Linked DNA regions of Anser cygnoides: all the other regions are linked to region 1. Evidence: chromatin contacts called from public Hi-C data. All regions are on one chromosome and are shown on one strand. The core of a region is the stretch at or near the end of the contact, and the rest is flanking DNA. Distances in the headings are between cores, read along the strand shown.

Region 1 (3,827 bases), core at 1,293-3,792:
AAGCTTAACAAGCAGAGAGAAGGGAAGGCTACTGTTTGACAGATTTTAAACCTACAGATATTAAGAGTCTCATTGGTTCCACCACTTTCCAATTTGCCGTTTTCTGTAATCAGAAAATACTTAGTTGTGCCTTGGGAAGACACCCTGCATTTACTTGATGAAACCAAATTCTGCAGCGTGAGAAAAAAAAACACACAGAACTTCAACAATGCTATGTAGTTACAGTACATCCAGTGTTTCTTTCTGTCTCTTTAGCATTACACTGAACTACGATGCTTTAACTGTTTTTTTTTTAATTGCTTGAAATACTTTGACTTGAAGAATACAAAATGTTATTCTAGACCAGACTTGTAAGCCAATCTAGCAACAATTCAGCTGCATAGCCAGCTCCAGATATCCTTCTGAAGACGCAAGAACAGAGTAATACAGTATAACCTGCCGTACATAACATGGAAGGTATGGTATAATCTGTAATCTTCTCCATGAAGTGTTAATCCTAATTGTTAGAAGCTGTTTTCACATACAAATCAGACAATTTCTCTAGCTTGTTTGGCTCAATTTGTGATCATTTACAAATCTTTGTTTGCACTAGTAACTGTAAGTCTGGATATAATTACACACATAAGCATCCCAGGAGCTCTACTAAATTCTTCATCTCAAATATGATCAGTGACAGTCAGATCAAATTGTTATGTGGAAAACTGGCAAGTTAGTGACTTTTAAAAACAGTCTTCATTTCATTGTACACACCATTGTTCTTGAGCACGCAACATGGGTACTTCCCTCAACCTGTCAGAGGAGGACTGCAGCAGAAATCCTGAGCCATGACTACTTGTAAAACCAGGCAACATGCCAGGAACAAGCTTGTCTTCAATACGTATGCCTTTATCACCACAGTTCCTTAGGATCTACACACAGGAATCAAGAAGAAAATTTCTCTCAAACCGAACACTTCCCTGAAATCAACCACATGCAGGGAAATAACATCTGAAAAAGCAGATTAGTTCATATGCTATTCTATTCGACACGCAGTGGGTTGGAGGGCATCTCACCACTTGACAAGGAAACTGACAAAGCAACGCAGAGGTGGACCTGTACTCTGGATCAGATCTCTCTGCCTCCACAAGCCTGAGGGAGGAAGGTGTGCGTGTTCCCCACGTGCTCTTGGCTGTTTGTCAGCCCACACCCGCGGGCCTCTCCTTTCCACTTGCACCTGTAGTGGGACCAGCACATCACAGAAACTAGCTGAGTTCAGGACTCAGCTTTCAAACCAAATTCAACCTGCTTTCCATTTTTTCTGCAAGCACGAGTTGGCAAACGCTCACCAATCTCTGTCAGAATTATTTTTAATCTCCTGATGGTGAGGCACTGGCACAGGTTGCCCAAAGAAGCTGTGGATGCCCAATCACTGGAGGTGTTCCAAGGCCAGGCTAGATGGGGCTGGGGGCAGCCTGGTCTGGTGGGTGGTGTCCCGGCCCATGGCAGGGGGGTTGGAACTGGGTGGGCTTTCATGTCCCTTCCAACCCAAGCTGTGCTGTGCTATCAGACTCACAGTGAAAACAATAACATTCTACAAAATAAATCAGTTAAGAAAATGATATTTGGAGACTGAGCTGTAGCTGTCTGAACGCAAGATTTAGTGCCAACCCTCTTAACGCTGCAACACGCGCGAGGACACGGAGGGGCCCCCCCACGCCCAGGAGGCAGCACCCCGGGCTCCCCCAGTCAGAACTTGCAGTCCCCGCGCCAGCACCCTGCCCACACCGCTGCCTGCCGGAGGAGGTTTCCCTTTTCCCTTTTCTCTTCTCCCTCCCCGCGGAGCCCGAGGCCGGCAGCGGTGTCACCGGGCCCCTCCAGCAGCCACCACCACGAAGTTGGGGGAGAGGCGAACAAACCCCGGACGGGTGCGTGAGCCACAAAATAAGAGAGTTTAAAAAAAAAAAAAAAAAAAAGGAAAAGAAAGAAAGAAGGAAAGCGACAGCCGTCGCTCGCAGGGCGGTGGGAGCCATAACATCGCGGCTCAGACCCGCCTCGGGGCGGCAGCGAGCGGAGACCCCTCGGTGTTTTGGGGTGACCCGGGGCCCAGCGCCGCCGTCTCCGTCCCCACGGCCCCGGAGGAAACTTCTCCGGCTGAGGACCGGCCACCACCGGCCAGCCGGGACGCGGCACGGCCCCGGCCCCGGCCCCGGCCCCGGTCCCTGTGGCAGCTCCAGCCCCGCCGGCCGGGCCCTCGCCCTCCCGGGGAAGGCGGCCCCGTCCCGCCCGGTCCGGTCCGGTCCGGTCCGGTCCGGTCCCGTCCCGTCCCGTCCCGTCCCGTCCGGCGGGGCACAGCGCCCGGGGCCCCTCCGTCCGCAGCCACCGGCGGAGCAAACCGCCGCAGCCACCTCCTGCTCCTCGCCCCCCGTCCCCACTCACTCACCGCGGCGGCCGCGCTCCGCTGGCGGCGGCAGTGACACCCGGGGCTGCCGCGCTCCGCCGCCACCGCCGCGACCCCTTCCTGCCACCGCCCCGCACCGCCCCGGGGTGGAGACAGCCCCGCCACCACCCCCCGCCCCGCACCGCCCGCACCGCCCCGACCGGGACGCGGCGCCGTGCACGTCGCCCTCTGCCGAGCAGTGGCGGGCGGCGGGGCCGAGCTGGATCAGGGCGTCTCGGTCCCCGGCGGCGGGCGGCGAGGTGCCGAGGGCTCCCGGCAGAGGCACGGCCGTATGGCCGGGCGGCCCTCCTCCTTGCCGGTACCGCGTAACTTTGTGCCGGGCTGCTCGCCTCTCGGCCGGGAAGCTGAAGGCCCGGCCGAAGGGCTTCGGGCCTTACCCTGGGCCGTGGAAGGAGCCCCAAACAGTCCTGGGTATGCAAACCTTCCCTGGGGCTGTCTTCTGGGAATACCAGGGCCCTCAAAAACCAGCCCTTCTTGTGAGTGCAGGACATCTGACCTGCAAGTATTAGTACACGGAGCCAAAGCCTTTGAAAAGGGAAATTGAAAAGCACTGACGAATTATGCTATCGACTTTTTGAAAAGGAATTGGGAACATTGAGGAAGATTTTCTTTAAGATGTTGCTTCGGATTTTTCAAAGTGCTATCTTCAAAGTTGGAAGAAATCAACATTTCGGCTTTTTGTGAATACCTTTGTATAGAAGAGGTCACTAATTTAAGGAAATGCTGCCAACTCCTATAGTAAACATTATACAATCTACCTTAGACTTAATGTTTAATGGCCCTCTAAATAATTCTGCTGTACTTACTTCCATTTGCCTGTATTGCTTTCATTACTTTGAGTGTTGTTTGAATGTTGTTTTTTGTTTTTTGTTTTTTTTACTTTAATTTCAGTTATGTTACTTGTCTCTTTGCCAAATGAATCCGTACTGATTCGCAAAGCACATAAAATGAATACATTAAAACGTGCTGTTTAACTTTTGCCTCCTCATCTTCTGAACCCTGAGATGAGACTTTCCCTGTCCTTTTCTTTGAATATGATATATTCTGGCATAGAAAAATAAAACAGCTTTTTTATTTTGCAACTTAGGCTGTAGCCTCCTAGCATGAAGTGCGGAAAAATAAATTTACCACGCATTAGGCCCTCTAATTTCCTGTGAGGCTGACTTCACCGAGTTTTAAAAATATTTGTCATCATACATGATTGGGTATATACTTTAATGTCTTTTTGATAAAGACAAAGTATTCCAAATGTTCTTTTTCATAAAAGATAAATTACTATAAGGCTTTTGTGGAAATAAAACTGGTGGGGGGGGGGAGGGGCATGTTTCTTTACTTTGCAAACCCTTTCTTTAAATCTATAGACTCCTGCATTAGGTCCTAATTCAACAAA
Region 2 (3,619 bases), core at 443-2,942, 160 kb before region 1:
CCAGAGACATGGATGTTTTTACCCAAGAACTGTTCTACCTACAAGCTTGTGCCTAAAGTGGGGTTTCAACCTGACCCTCTGTATCACCGCAGCATAACCCAGCCAACTAAAACTTTACAGCTCCACACAACCATATGAACCAGGATTCTGTTAAAAAGCCAGCTTATAGAGAGCAAAGACATGCCCTTTATGTTGTCGATGAATGAGGTTTCTAGTCTTAAAACACAATGGCCATAGTTTTCAGACAGTAACTAGCTTGCTGACTTACCTGTATTTGATTTCCTTCCTAGTAATTCTGCAGTTAAGCAAAATATTTCTAGACATTTAGAGTTAACAAAGTGAAATATCTTTTCAATGCAAATATCTTTCCCTCATCAAATTATTCACTCGCAGAACCATTTTTTTCCTAACATCTCACTGCTTAAAAGTACAACTTTTCAGCACGCGTATGGAGGTCTGCTGAAACTTACTCAGAGTTTTAAAATGAGGCACCCCAAATACTGCATTTCTCACAGCCTTCAACCCTTCAGCAGTCAGAGAGTTGAAACGGGAATGTCAACTACTAAAATCATTCAACACAAGAGTCAGAACTGCCTTAAAAGAAAAAAGAAAAAAAAAAAAAAGCATTCTGCTAAACATCACTGTCATCCCTCAGACAGAAAAGGAGAACTTTTAAAAACAGGCAAACAAACCGATGCTTGGCATGCATCACTAGCGCTGCTCCCGCACAGCCACAGAACAGATAACCTCCATATCATTAATTGTCAAGTTCATTTCCTAATCAAACCTTGCCAGGCACATCTCACGCAGACACCTATATTTGCAGCAACTCTGGATGTTCCGAGGAAGGCCGGCTTTTGTTAGAGATCCGATTCAAAGACGTGAAAACAGCTTCCCCGCGTGCTCGCGGACAGAAGAGCCTCTTACTCTGACTTTATACTTGCAGAGATGCGAAAGCCCAGTACCACAGCCCCGGCAGCCCCTGCGGGCCTGCTCCCTTCTAACCACAGCCGCCAGGAGCACAAAACTCCTTCGCCAAAAGCACCGGCCAGCCAGCGCACGCGAACCGGCACCAAAAACCCCACGTTTCTCACGGGTGAAGCACAAACACGTCCCGTCGCACCGGCCGGCTGCCCCTACCAGGACCAGCTTCATACCCGAGCGGCTTTGTTACTCTGCCCGAACCACAAGCCGTGGGGCTCGATGGGGGCCGTTACGAGGGGGGGGGGGGGGGGGGCGCTGTGAGGGCCCCCAACCGCCGCCAACCGCCATCAACCGCCCGCGGCCTCGCCTCGCCTCACCTGTGCGTGGCGCCGCCGCCGCGCCCGGCGCCGTCCCCGCCCCCGCCGGCTCCCATGGAGGAGCCGCCACCGCCTCGTGCTCGTGCCCGTACTCGTGCCCGTGCTCGTGCGTGCTCGTGCCCGCGCGCCCCCGCCCCGCCTCGCCCCGCCCCCCGCGGCAGCCCGCCCCCACCCTGTCCGCAGCTGCCGCCGCGCTTCCGGGGGCGCCACATAAGTCCCGCGAGGGAGGTGGCAGCCGCCGCGGTGAGGAGGGCGGAGGGGAGCGGCCGTGGTACCTCGGCTGCAGCAGGTGCGTGCAAGGCGGCGCCCCACGGCTGGCCAGGGGCGCGGCGCGCAGGGCGGGACGGGGTGGGGAGAGGTGGGGGGGGAGGAAAAAAGATCGCGTCGGCACCGCTCCGCGCATGTGCGGGCCTTGCCGCTTCGAGCTGCCTGCTCCCGGCGTGCCCCGCGTGGGGGGGGGGGGGCTGAGAGCGGCGCGGTGCATGATGGGGGTTGTAGTCTGGAGGGGGGCGTGGCTGGGGCGCGGCGGGAGGTTGGCAGTGAGGGCCACTTCCCTTCGCTTTCCTTCCCAGCGTTAGCGAGTTACTCGCCGCGCGATGGCCGCGGGCCCTTACTGCCTTACGTGGCCGTGGGCGGGCGGCGCCATCTTGCGAGCCTCCCGTAGCGCCCAGGTGCTGTAAGGTGCCCCTGTGGGGGGCACCTGGCGCGGCCAGGAGTGCTGGCTCCTGGGATGGAAAGCGCCTCGCAGTTACCGTAGTGTTTTTGAGGGAAACTGGATGTTAAAAAGCGAATTAGCCGAGTCTTAAGAGCTACCACTGCTTTGGCTAAGACACTCAAACAAAGAGGCCGGGTTATAGGAAACTTTCGATCTCTTTGACTAAATATTTTCCTTGACTGTAAAGCAGTGCTTTCTTTTCCTACTTAAAAAGTGTTGGGAACTGATTATTGATTGTATAATTACATCATTTTTATAGAGTGCTAGATAAGTTACAAATACTGGCAGAGGTAGCATACGAATTACCTGTAGCAATGATTTATTCCGAAATAAAACTGGAAGATCACATAACTTGTTGTCTTCAGATTTATTTTTTTCCCAAGATAGAGCAAAACAAACTATAAAGACCGTAGTATTGGGGGAAAAATGAGTAGGGGCTCAGGAAACCAAATATAAAGGCAGGAAGCGCACTTAATGTCTTCCTTTTAGGCAGTGATCCAGCAGTCTGCTCCAGTACTTAAATTTGATAGTTTAGGATCCTGGTCAGTACTCTAAATGCATGTGGATGCTCCATCATGTGTTCTTTCTTCACTGGTTTATGTGCACTCTACCCAGTTTTTATATCAGAAACTGACACAGCAGGAATGAAGACAACTTCTCTTCAGCTGAAGTATGAGCTGTGGTCCTGCTCAGATGTGTCTTATGGCTGTGCAACATTTTTATTTTTTAGAGCCCACAGCCATGTGCTGCATAGAGAACATTCACTGTCTCAAACAAGATGTGCATGATGAGCAAAAACTACTGAAAGAATACAGGCTGTTCTGGAATGTGTTTTCTTGCAATATGTGAAAATCTGTAAAACCAAAATGGTCCTTTATCCCAATGTTTCAGTGAGGAATTATACCTTTTGACTTCCAGATGTGCTTGGGTAACTGCTGATTCACCTTCAGGAGAAGCCCTGAGCGAAGCTTAAGTGCATATCCCTTGTAAATAGAGTGCTGGTGAAGAACAGTTAAAATAATCTTTTCTTATCAGATATGCTAGTTAATCAACTGCTTTAAAACAACAACAATAATACTCTTATCATGGTAGCCTCACCTTCCTTCCTGCTCTTATCCAATTTACCAATTCTGTCAGCTGTTTTGGCTTGTACTATCAGCTCTAAATTTCCAAGAAACTGCTCTGCCAGCCAAGATTGCTAGAAACAGTGCCATGTTCTGGCTTCAGTCCTTCCTATTCTGAAACACCCTCTTTCCTGGTAGAGAGGGTTGTACTGCTAAGCGTTTTATCTGTACAAGTTCTCTCAATTAGGAGAGAACTGCTTTAAAATTGTAATGTTGAATGACAAGAGACTTGGCTGTTTGTGAAAGCCAGGTCTTGCTTATGTAAAACGAAGTATTCAGTGGGGCAAAGGTCTTGTCATTGCTTGAATGTGAAGTTCCTGGCATTCATTTGATGTTGATAACACAGCCCAGCTATATACGAGGAATATGATATTCTATAAATAACATACAGCATTTCACTTTCTGGGAGAAACAGTGTGACTAAAAGCAGACATAATCACGGTAGAGCTTTTTACCTCTTTCCAACTCCCCGTATAGTA
Region 3 (3,669 bases), core at 889-3,388, 220 kb before region 1:
GGAAGGACAGTCCCCTCTGCAGCTGCAAGAACGACATGAGGGCAGCCCTAGGTGTGCTGGTGGGAAGGAAGGGCACTGCCCTGGTGGGCAGGGGAGGGAGAAACCCCTGAGCCAGGTGGTACAACCATCAGGTAAGCCACATGCTGCGAGCAGAACAACGAGCTGCTACATGCTCTGCAAAAGAAGGTTGATTCCATTTCTAATATACCTTCCTTTTGCAAGAGCCAGTTACCTAGTTTGTTAGCTCTTGTTATTAATTCAGCCCTAAACAGACAAGTATGGCCATCCTTACAAGTACCCTTACAGACAGCAGAGGATGGTGAATGAGTTACCGAGGAAGGACGAGCGACTGTATCACCATGCCGCCATGACAGCCCGCAGGCCAGGCCAGCCTGACACAGCTCGCGCCTGCACAGATGGGATTTCAGGAGCGGGTCCAGGCTGATGAATTTTGTATAAGCAGACTGAGCAAGCAGGAAAAGTAAATGAAAGCGGTGGGAAAGAAGGCCATGTAATCCCTCCTCACCAAGAAATATCAGATGTTTAGTTTAACAGAGGGTTATGTTTCTGAAACTGGTATGGTCCTTGCAGCTGGCGATGCCACTTCCTTGCTGGTTGGAGCTGCATATGAACGCTGCCCCAGACCCACCCTTGTTACGGGGATGTTCCCAGCCAACATGTAATGGCCGCTCCCTACCGCTGCTCATCTAAAGACTGAACCCTGTGACACCTGTAAGAAAGCTGACACACGGCATGACATAAATCAGTTTGTTCTTCAGCTAGTAAGAACTGAAGTTAAGTTTAAAAACAATAGCGCAATAACAAAGAATACGTTTCTCTGTATCTTTGATTTTCACCTTCTTGCTAGCCAAAAATTCATTTTCAAAGTCGTCTTCTCTCAAGTTTCAGTTTAGCTGACTTAGTGGTATAACACAAAAAAAGGCTCATCAAAAAATTAAATTGCCTTTTAAATAAGAAAAACAAAGTTTTAAAAACATGATGGATTTCATCGAATAGACACCGACTTTTGTCTTAAAAAAAACCAAAATGCTAATAGCAGCAGGGGTGCCCGTTGCTTCTACGTCAGACAAGAGACGCATGTTTGGCAGAATACCATGCTACCATGCCTGAAAACACAGTTCCGTAGATAGCACTTTGAAGCCATCAACGTAAACAAAAACAATGCTATATTCAGGTTTGAGTAGGCACAGCAGTGCACAGAGAGACAGTAGTTAACAACAAGATGCACTCTCCAAGTTACGGGAGAAAACGTCAAGCTTAATCCACGCGATTTGCTTTGCTGGATCTCCCATTTGTTTAGCTGAAACACTTTCAATGACTGGCTCTTTGTCCCGACGAGATATAGCCTGCAGCAGGTACGGAGGTGCTTGCAGTAGAGGTGCCATTCATTCCCTTACACCGTGCACGCCGCAGGTCACCTCCCTCATCTCTCTACAAGCAGCGCACGCAACGGCCCCGAAGTTTTGCGCCCTGCCTCCTTCCCCACCGCTCCTTCCCGCACTCGGCCGCTGCCTAGCGCCGCATTTACCGAAGGGCCACGCAGACACGGCCGCGCGCCCACCACAGCCCCCCGCTGGGCTCCTTGCAGCCTCACGACGGCACCGGGGGCGCACCGGGGCTTTCCCCGCACGACACCGCGGGCCTCGCCTCCCTCCATTTCAAACCCGCGCCGAGCAGCTCCCTCCTCCATCTTTATCACCCTAGCGAGCGCTCTTGATCGAGGAAGGGGAAAATTTTTAAAAAAAACAAACAAGACCACCCCGCAAGCAGCGCGCTCCCGAGCACACCCGGGACGGCAGGGAAGGGAGGGCAGGGGCACGGCGAGCATGACGGGGCCGCCCCCAGCCCGCCGACCCCCGACCCGCGGCCGCCTCCTACCTGAGCTCCAGGGCGGCGCCGAGGGTGGCGGCGGAGCAGCCGGGGCCCCGCTCGGCTCCACTCCGCTCCCTTCGGCTCGGCTCGGCTCGGCTCGGCTCTGCTCGGCCCGGCCCGGCCTGGCCCGGCGCGGCCCTTCCCCGCCCCGCTCTCGGCGCCGGGGGCGGGACGCCGCGGCAGCGTCGAGCCCGACCCCCCCTAGCGGCCGCCCGGGCCCCGCCTCGCGCCGGACCGTGCCCGCGCCGATCGTCCCCGCAGGGAGCCACGGGGCCCCGCGGAGTCGTCCCCGGTGCCGGGACAGGCGCAGGGCGGAGGGGTCCGTGGGGACTCCCCCCCTGCCGTAGCAGGGACAGGGGGAGCGGGAGGAAGCGGGGCGGTAGGGCCTGAGCGACCCGGTGCGGGTTCCCCCTGCGGGTGACCCTGCGGAGCTGCAGGGCTTGGGCAGGAGCCGCCTGGGGAGCTCATAGAATCATAGAATCATAGAATCACTCAGGTTGGAAAAGACAATCTGTCAAAGTCATCTGTTCCAACCATCTCCCTACCACCGATGTCACCCCTAAACCATGTCCCTAAGCACCACGTCCAACCTTTCCTTGAACACCCCCAGGAATAGTGACTCCACCACCTCCCTGGGCAACGTGACCACTCTTTCTGACAAGAAATGTCTCCTAATTTTAATTTGCTCCTCCAAATTGTTTCCTCCTTTCACAGGAGGCTGATGGAAGACACCCATCACTTGAGTGCAACTGCAAGGCCCCAGCATCTCCAGTTACTTTCCGTTGTTTTTAAGCCCTAAACACTTCAATAAGCACTTCGGTAAAACAAGAAGAGTTGAACACCTTTGAGTTGAACTCCTTTGGTCCACATATGACGAGTACTTATTTTGAACAAGAGGAACCCAACTTTCTATATACTGTCTAGAGATGCCTCCCTTGGCAGAAAATAGAGGTATAATAAAAGCAACAGAAATCCTTTGGAGATCTCAATGCCATCAGTATTTTAGTTTGGATTTTCACAGCAAAAATGAAAGGTATCTGCCCTTTATATCACTGGATGCAATGAAGAGACATGGCAAAACTCTCCAGGGTTTTTGCTTCCAAAAAAAAATAATTGCCAGCCGCCACCAGGTTCAGCAGGACACCACAAGGTCACAACTGTGCTGTCTGTCAATGGCTTAACTTCTTCAACATCACACTGAAATTTTGATAGCAACTTAGTAAAGCTACCTCCCAGTTTACCTTTCCAAAAGGGATGCTCGCTTCAGCCTCCATAAACAAAAGTAGATGTTAATGACATGCCAAGTTTGACTCATAAGATCATGCAACTGGTGCTACGTGGAGTAAGTGGGTCACACTGATCACACAACGGGCTTGATTAGGAAACCCCCCCCAGTCACCCAGAAGTCTTGGAAGTAGTTATGGATTGGCCAGAAGGCAAAGATTTCAAAATATCATCACAGGAAGAGGTGATGTGCTGAAGAAGCCCCACTGTATAACAAGCTATCAGAAAATGAGAAGCAATATGCCCTGTTCACTGATGGGTCCTGACATATAGTGGGAAAGCATTAGAGGCGGAAGGCTGCTGTATGGAGTCCTACATGGTAAGTCGCAGAAACTGCTGAATGAGAAGGTGAATTGAGATGATTTGAAGAAATGAAGGCCATCCAGCTGGCTTTAGATGTTGCTGAATAAGAAGTGACCCATGCTCATCTCTATACTGACTCATGGGTGGTAGATGGTATGGTGCTGTGTTTTGGATTTAGGATGAGAATAA

What was found. Hi-C and Micro-C count contacts between places; a contact is called where the count stands out from the background.
Region 2: a Hi-C map of liver shows a contact between it and region 1, with 19 times the contacts expected there. The contact joins the promoter of PPIP5K2 here to the promoter of PAM in region 1. A contact is called at or near these places in 2 of 7 Hi-C or Micro-C datasets (both in liver).
Region 3: a Hi-C map of liver shows a contact between it and region 1, with 3 times the contacts expected there. The contact joins the promoter of MACIR here to the promoter of PAM in region 1. A contact is called at or near these places in 2 of 7 Hi-C or Micro-C datasets (both in liver).

Annotation. Positions count from the first base shown.
Region 1 is chrZ:25,471,230-25,475,056 of Taihu_goose_T2T_genome, reverse strand. PAM (peptidylglycine alpha-amidating monooxygenase) reads right to left here and starts at 2,542. Exons shown (of 25, transcript XM_048050219.2): 1 at 2,420-2,542.
Region 2 is chrZ:25,631,659-25,635,277 of Taihu_goose_T2T_genome, reverse strand. It overlaps PPIP5K2 (diphosphoinositol pentakisphosphate kinase 2), which reads right to left and starts at 1,692. Exons shown (of 31, transcript XM_066988460.1): 1 at 1,577-1,692. It overlaps GIN1 (gypsy retrotransposon integrase 1), which reads left to right and starts at 1,444. Exons shown (of 8, transcript XM_066988477.1): 1 at 1,444-1,590.
Region 3 is chrZ:25,691,228-25,694,896 of Taihu_goose_T2T_genome, reverse strand. MACIR (macrophage immunometabolism regulator) reads right to left here and starts at 2,138. Exons shown (of 3, transcript XM_048050236.2): 1 at 1,900-2,138.